Linked DNA regions of Zea mays: region 2 is linked to region 1. A link is a contact called in public Hi-C data. All regions are on one chromosome and are shown on one strand. The core of a region is the stretch at or near the end of the contact, and the rest is flanking DNA. Distances in the headings are between cores, read along the strand shown. Region 1 holds the start of LOC100279085. Region 2 has its middle 39 kb from the start of LOC100382872.

Evidence for each region. A called contact is a pair of places that touch in the nucleus more often than the background predicts.
Region 2: a contact with region 1 is called in a Hi-C map of leaf, with 6 times the contacts expected there. The contact joins the enhancer-like site here to the promoter of LOC100279085 in region 1. A contact is called at or near these places in 8 of 25 Hi-C or Micro-C datasets (bundle sheath, ear, leaf and 1 more).

The regions. Positions count from the first base shown.
Region 1 is chr4:198,087,324-198,091,510 of Zm-B73-REFERENCE-NAM-5.0, forward strand. LOC100279085 reads left to right here and starts at 1,676. Exons shown (of 14, transcript NM_001152135.1): 1 at 1,676-1,809; 2 at 2,798-2,891; 3 at 3,103-3,195; 4 at 3,301-3,417; 5 at 3,511-3,735; 6 at 3,822-3,904; 7 at 4,019-4,119. The coding sequence starts at 2,886.
Region 2 is chr4:198,172,891-198,177,077 of Zm-B73-REFERENCE-NAM-5.0, forward strand. No RefSeq gene overlaps it. Among protein-coding and RNA genes, the nearest start is that of LOC100382872, 39 kb to the left of the region's middle. Within about 2 kb of position 1,856, at least 14 of the 20 cell types and tissues checked have an H3K27ac peak or open chromatin away from gene starts, as enhancers often do. A contact at or near this core is called in bundle sheath, ear, leaf and 1 more, where this site is marked.

The DNA of each region.
Region 1 (4,187 bases), core at 426-2,925:
GAATCAAATGCGCTAGAATGAAGTCTTGGTGCTTAGAGATGATCAAAGAATGCTTGTGTTTCTCCTCTATGCGCCTAGGGGTCCCTTTTATAGCCCCAAGGCAGCTAGGAGCCATTGAGGGCAATCAGGGAAGACAATTCTTGCCTTCTGTCGGGTGGTGCACCGGACAGTCCGGTGCACCACCGGACAGGCACTGTAGCATGTCCGGTGCAGATCGCCTTCCTAAAATGGCGCAGCCGACCGTTGAAGATTTGGAGCCATTGGCGCATCGGACAGTCCGGTGCCCCCATCTGACCGTTGGCTCGGCCACGCGTCATGCGCGGATTGCGCGGTCGACCGTTGGCACGGCCGACCGTTGGCTCACCGGACAGTCCGGTGCACCACCGGACAGTCCAGTGAATTTTAACCGTACGCCGCCTACGAATTCCCGATAGCGGCCAGTTGACCAGACTCCAGCCTGGCGCACCACCGGACAGTCTGGTGCACCCAGACTACGCAGAGTCTTGGCTGCTCTAGCCAAGTCTTTTTTCTTTTGAATTTTCTCTGATTCTAGCACTTAGACAAATATGTTAGTACACAAAAAACAATACACTAAGTCTAGAATCATACCTTATTGATGATTTGCACTTCATCCACCATTTTGCACAATTTATACTTAAACCATTTGTGTTGGGCACTTAATCACCAAAATACTTAGAAATGACCAAGGGCACATTTCCCTTTCAGTATTTTATCGTCGATAATAAATTCGGTATTTTTTAGAAAAATATTAAATCTGAACTGAACTTCATAAATTCATTTTAGCTTAGAAAATATGAAACTAATTTTATTATTTTCCTAAAATCAAGATCTATCTAATGGTATATAGTTTAGAATCATTTGAGGCTTTTATAAATCTTATTCATGTTTTCTTATCTATTATTACTCTTGATACATATATTCATAATTTGCACGAGAACTTAAGAAAGACAAAGAGGACACTAATTATATTGACTATGCCAAGTAGTAGGAGTACAAATAGAATGTAAGTGCCATATCATTATACACATCTTGATTCTACTTTACTTAAATACATAATAATGATTTTATTATTGTATACTTCTTACCTTATATATTTAATATGACCTCCTACCTTATATATTATTACTAATTTTATATGAATGTATGACTTGCGTGAATTTTTGAAGTTAATTGAGAGTAAATGTTATAGTTTTTACCGATCGAATTTTAGATTTCAATCATAACTGGTGTAATTTTTGTATCGAACTTTCGTTTTTAATGTTTCCAAATTATCGATATCGTTTTCGTTTCCGAAATTACCATTTTCGATCTTATTTTCAGAAAAAAAATAAAAAGATCAAATTATTCCAAACAAAAATAGTTTTACCGATCGTTTACTAGCGTTATCACCACTACCGTGCAGTGAGCTGGGGGCCGGGGGCCGGGGGCCAATATTCCTCCACGGACCACGGCCAAGCGGCAGCAGCTGCAGCTCTGAGCCCCGGGCCCTGCCCCTGCCCCTGCCGCTTCCTCCCCTGTACGGTCCCCTCCTCTTTCACCTCCGACTGCGCCCACGCGCGGCCCCGGGCGCGGACGACAGGTGTCCGGCATGCTGCCGCCACGTCCACCCCGACCGACGCCCCTTCCCTCCTCCCGCCCCTTCCACTTCCTCGTTGTCGTCTCCGTCCTCTGTTTCGCAGCCATCCTGACGCCAGCCCCCGCCGCTGTAGCAGCAGCAGCATCAGGGGACGCGGACGGAGGAGGAGGAGAAGGCGGCGTCATCAGGATCAGGACTGCCGCTGTCGCCAGGTCCGCCATGGTACATGAGTGATGAGTACATAAACCCCCTTTCGCTCTCTCTCCCGCAGTTCATCCCTGCTTCATGGCGAATTTATTTTTTATTTATATTCTTCTGGCGTCCCCAATCCTAGTCCTAGAAAGCGGCGTGAGCTTTCTTTCAGTAGCGACAGCCGCAGCACCAGCTAATGGCACTGGGACTGGCCGACAGCATCACAGCGAGGAGCCGAGGAGTGAATTGCTCTGAACCAGTGAACCTTTCCACGGCACTGGTTGAGGCTTGAGATCGTTCGTTGATCACCGTTGACTTTGACCACCTCTCTGAGATGAGATGCTTAGTAATAATAGGTGCTGCTGCAATCTACTAGTAATACTAGTGCGCCGTACAGGGCACGTTAGGCAGCAGAGCAAAGGATTCTTTTTCTCTTCTTTTTTGAAGAAAAAAGAGAGGAAACGAAGGATAGGGTTTCAAACTTGCAATTGGCATGGAGATGCGATGGCTATAGCATTTTTTGGCACCCCATGTCTGCTTAGCGATATAAATTTGCAGAAACTGACAAACCGATGGTGACAATCAGCAGGGTCATTGACCAGGCAATGCGTACGATAAACGTGGTTGGACCTGCTGGTTAGGGTCATGCTAATTGCCAATGGATTAGTTTAACTGTTATGTATGCTGAAATCTCTTATTACAGCCAGGCCCGCTTTTCACAAGTAGAAGCTGACATTGTTCGGAGGGGGGGGGGGGGGGATTTCAGGTATTCGAGGGGTGGATAGCACAGTTCTAGGTATTGGAACACCATATTAGACTTACAATTTTATAAAGATTTAGTTTTCTGAATGTGAGGTGCCAAATTTTATGATGATGATAAGTGCCAAATTTGTTGATATAAATGACCAAATTTAACAACTGCAACCGATTTAAAACTCAAGAAAAGATTATTCTAACTACAGTAATCATTCATGTGCTCATTAAACTTTGTTTACATTTGAATTTAAGATTAGTTGAAGGGTAGGCCTAGTGCAGCGGTAGAGCCTACCGTCTGTAACCGGAAGGTCCCGGGTTCGAGCTCTAGCCTCTGCATATTATGCGGGTAAGGCTTGACGCTTAAAGATACCCTTCCCTAGATCCCACACAGTGCGGGAAGCCTACGGCACTGGGTTACACCGTTTGAATTTAAGATTAATTGTTATTCTCAATGTGAGGTTCCAAATCTTAAGATCATAAGCAGTTCATGCACAACCTCATCTCATAAAACCTCTTATATCGCTATTCTTTATGTATATATTCATTGTGGTACTCAGGCATGGCCATCAAAATGTAAATGGTTGCCCTTACAGAACAGTGGGAGGTGTCTTTCGTATACTCATGTTTGCAAATACCACAAGATTTGGAAGGCACGATTTTTCTTACTGTTAAATACTTAAATCTGATGCTATTTATTTCTGCAAAGCAATTTATCCTGCAGCGTCGGACCAACACTTTATCCTGTTCATTTTTAGGACACGAAGCCATTTATTTCTGCAAAAGATGCCCTGAAGAAAGAACCAATTAGCGATGTGATTGCTTTAAAGGATTCCATGAAGTACTTTGATGCTGAGTTCTTCAATGATTCAAAAGTATCTACAGACTACTTTTTTTTATATATATCCTTTACATGAAGTTATATGTTAACGTTGTTGTTTAATGCATGCTGCTTTACTTGCTTGTAGCTACGTGAGATGGAAGATGGTGCAAAGGAATTCAATGTACCCGCATTCAGAGAAAATCGGAAATTGGTTGCGACGGAGAATGGTGGGTTGCACAACCCTTCTGTTTTACTCTTCAAATCATCATGGAGTAGTGGCAGTATGACAAGTGAGACTAGAAGTTTCGAGTACCCTCGTGCGTCTTCTGTACATCGTCCAACTAATGATGAAGATATTGCATTTATGTCGGTCAGTTTTCTGAACCATCTTGTGTAACACTTTGATTATAAAAAAAGCATCCCTTCTCAAAAGAATGAGCAATATACATATGTCAGGTAATCGAGCTTGGAGAGCTTATTAGGACAAAGCAAATAACATCACGTGAACTTACAGATATATTTCTGAGGAGATTAAAGAGGTCAATACATATGTTGCTCGTGTTCTGTGCATTCTTTATATGATTTGTGTGAATGCAACATGTGGCTCACAATTAACATGTTTTAGTAATGCAACTGCTTGATATCTCTATCAGGTACAATCCTGTTCTAGAAGCTGTTATTACATATACTGAAGATTTAGCATACAAACAAGCCAAGGAGGCAGATGACTTGCTGGCACAAGGAAAATATCTTGGTAAATATATTGCTAATCAGGCTGATCCTCTAAGGCATTATCGCCACTATTGGCAGTACTTGCACCTT
Region 2 (4,187 bases), core at 606-3,105, 86 kb after region 1:
ATACGTTGCAGCCAGCGTGAGTCCACCGCCCCTTTCACTGTTCACGGGTGGCACTGTGGCTCTAGTGTTCCGGAGCCTAGGTAATGGTATTTGATCTCGCCGTTCTACATGCTACAGCCCAGCCCAGCCCAGCCCGGTGGAACAAGCCGGCCCATGCAGCGTTCGCATCTCAAAAAGATGCATCGGCCCGCCCAGCCCGGCGGCCGGCATAGAGGCAAGCTCGTTGTATCTTCTACCTGCTTGTTCTTCGCCTTCTAAAAAAATGCTACTTGTCCCTCTATTCTCTCCCTCAATTTTTTTAATTATCTGCTAATGATGGGAACGTAGATCAGCGTGAGCCAGTGTGAGATTATCTAACTATGGCTTCGTTCAAAAAAAAGAAGTGATCTAATTATGTAGTCAGTCGGTCAAACTGTACTAGAGGCTGCTGTTTCTTTTTCGATAAAGAATAGCAGTCAACCGTACGGGTGAAAGTAAAATAGACGTTTTCTCACTCCACCGTCCAGTACCACTGCACTAGCAAGGTACTATTACCCTCCGAATCAATTTTTTTTAGTTATTCTTAACTTCTTAACTTTCTTTGATACTTATGGTACGTTTGGTTCCTTTAGTCCAGATACTAAAGTTTAGTCGAGTGACTAAGGCCTCGTTTGGTTTGAGGGACTAAAGATTAGTCCCTCTATTTTAGTCCCTAAATAGCCAAACGGTAAGACTAAAACAAGAACTAAATTGCTTTAGCCTCTAGTCCCTCAAGCGGTGACTAAAAGAGACTAAACTAGATTAAATCCACCTATTACCACTCATTTTATTTCACTAATGGAGGAAGAATGTTAAGGGACATTTTAGTCTTCTTACGAGTCATTTAATATGTTCTGAATAATTTTAGTCCCTACAACCAAACAGGATAGAGACTTAAGGGTCGTTTGGTTTCTTTAGTCCAGGGACTAAAGTTTAGTCACTACTCTGTTTGGTTACATGGACTAAAAGTATTCAGAACACATTAAATGAATTATAAGAGGACCAAAATATCCCTTAGCATTCTCCCGCCAGTAGTGTAACTGAGATAAAGAAGGCGCAAAAGGTGGAATTAATATGTTTAAGTCCATTTTAGTCATCCCTTAATGGACAACATACTAAAACAGTTTAGTTCATGTTTTAGTTTCACCGTTTAGCAATTTAGGGACTAAATGAGACTAAAATGAAGAGACTAATCCTTAGTCCCTCCAACCAAACAGAGCCTTAGTTTTTAACATAGAATGTGCCAAATCATCATTTCATGGACTGTGTTCGACTGACTTTTTTTTTCTTAGCACGGCTGTAGCTACATTGCACTGTAGGTACAATATTTTGTGTCTTGGAGGAAGTATACATGTCCAAATAGACGGGGCAGGCCGACCCGACCCGAGCTTGGCTATGGGATTGTGCTGGTCCGATTTGGATTAGAAAGCGGGCCCGTGTCGTGTTGGCCCACGAGCTTCGAGCGAGCCTAGACACGGCACGCTAAGGTATTAACCGTGTCCGGCCGACCCACGGCCCGACGGGTCTAACGGGCCTATAATATATATGACGTTTAAATGATAAAGTATGTTTAAAAATATTTATATATAAAGATTTAAACTATAGTTATTAGCTATAAACACTTATTTACACCCACATAACCAATAAAACAAGCATGTTTCTTATATTTTATACTCTATATTTAAATATACTATATGTATTTATATGAAAAAATAAAAAAATAAAAACATGCCATGCCGTGCCTAGTCTGATGTGGCTCGCCTTAGGCCCAGACACGACTCAATAATCGAGTCGGATTCGGACTAGGCCAAACTTGTGTCGGATTTTGGGCCGCCTAGTAAACAAGACCCAAGTAAACATCTACAGGGAAGGGGAAGAAGCAGCATCAGTCTTATTGGCTGGCTTAAGCCAGCCGACCAGGAACTAGGTTTATATAGAAGATATAACTATTCCATACGTTACGTTATATAGATTGTTTGGTTTTATTTTACCCTCCACTGCTGTGCATACGATTTATTTTTTAGTTGAATTAATATATATTCACCATATATATGCATACACCTCTCCAGTTTCGTCCGGCCGCTGACACGTGTGACTGTGTAAGGTTACATCCACAACAGTACTATATAGTATTTTCGACGGCCTCGGTTATCACGACCAGTCCCACACACCAGTGACCATCTATAGCTACCTCTACGGACAAATGAGAATCTTAATCTATATAAATACCAGTCATAGATCCCGTCGGGTTTGCATACACATTAGAATCTTAATATATGGAATACCAAAGTCAATTTGATGATCAGCATCCTGTGAAAGGATTTTCGTATTATAAAGGGAAGAATATAGTTTTAAAAAGGGAAGAATTTATAGGATCATAAAACTTTATCCTTCCTAGTACTTTAAATGTCTTTCTTTTTGGTATTTGATTCTAAAGTTTAATTTATAGAATCAAAAGCAAGTTCAACCTTGAGCAATTTATGTTCCATGATAGCTTAACAAATCACGCACCAAACAAAATGACTCAAACGCAAAAAAAAGAGAGTAAATATTCTTGTTTAAAAAAAGGATCTTGTTGGAAATACTGAAAACAATGTAAGGTTAATTGGCCCGAACAAGCCGGCATATTGCAGCCTAGCACCCACGCCACGCACCGCGGCAATCTGACCTGTCTTCAATGGCAATCATGGCGGGAAGCGGCGGAGCAACCTTGGAAACATCGTCCACTGTTCCACAACGTTGCAGATTATCCGCCGAACTCCTACGGGTATTGACTCGGCGGTGGGTAGTAAGACGGCGTCCTGGCCGCGCCGTCGACCTCGAAGTACCGTGTCCCCGGCGGAGGGTAATACGAGCCGACGGGAGGCGCCGGATAGTACGGTAGCGCACGGTCCAGTGTGCCTGGCGTCGCCGACCTTGGATAAACTGAGTAGGCCGAGCCTGACTCCGGCGGTGGCGGGTACGTGCTGGTCGGAGGGGCCAAATTGGACGCCGGTAGTGGACCTAGTGCTAGTGGTGGATACCCACTCGGCGGCGCCGGTGGGTAGTTGGTCGACGGTGGCGGCGGGTAACTGGTGTACTGTGCCGGCGGCGGAGGCGCCGGGCAGGCTGCACACGACGCAGGCGGTGGTGGGTATGCCGCCGTCAGCGGCGACGGGTACCTGGTGAGCTCTGCCGGAGGAGGCGCCGGACAGGCTGCACATGACGCGGGTGGCAGTGGGTATGCTGTAGTAGTAGCAGCAGCCGGTGACGTGTAGCTCGTGTTGTTCGGGGCTGGAAACTGTGGATAAGCCGGCGGCGGCGGAGGTGGGTAGTTGCGTGGGGACAACAATCCTTCCACTGGCGGATAGAGAGAAGCGGAAGCGGGCGGCGGGTACCCGGTGCTCTGTGGCGGGAGGAAGTTTGCCGCCGCAGGAGGTGGATACGCTGCGGTCGGCGGAGGCGCGCAGCAAAAGCTCGGATCTTGATCCGGCCGCGAACCGCCCGGCGCCGGCGCCTGGTAGAGCTGCGGGCGAGCGGTGGCGCCAGGGCCGGGGCCGCCGCTGAAGGCGTACGCGAAGCTGAGCGTGCCGTTCGGCTTGCCGTCGGGGGCGCTCACCTGGTAGCTGACGTGCCGCAGCCCCGCGCCGTCTCCGCCTCTTCCCTGGGCCGCCGCCAGGTCGGCCACGGGCACGCTAGCCGTGGCGACGAGTTTGTTGCCGAGGATCGGCACCTGCGCCTTCACCTCAAACTCCACCACCAGCTGCTGCTGCTGCGAGCCGTCCCTGTCGAGGTCGAACGCGAACACCGCGTCGTCCCAGTCCGGGTTCTCGCCGCCGTCGGCGTCCGGCTGCGTCTTCTCCCGGCGGCCGCCGAGGGACACCGTGGCGTAGAGCGGCGGCTTCTGGAACAGGACGAAGGCCCTCACGCCGCGGCAGGAGATGGACCTGATGGACATGCGCCGGCCGCCGGCGCCGGAGACCGACGACATGGCTGGCTGGCTTCTTAGTGGCGTTGGAGCGGCGCGGTGGGGAGGGAAATCTTGGGCCGGCTAGACGATGGATCTGGCGCGCGAGTGCTCCGCAGATGGTTTTGAGGACTGATTTGACCTTGTGTTCTTCGGTTCATTGGATCTCGGTGCAGTTAATTCGCTGATGTCTTTGTCTGTTTGATCATGGACAGAACAGAAC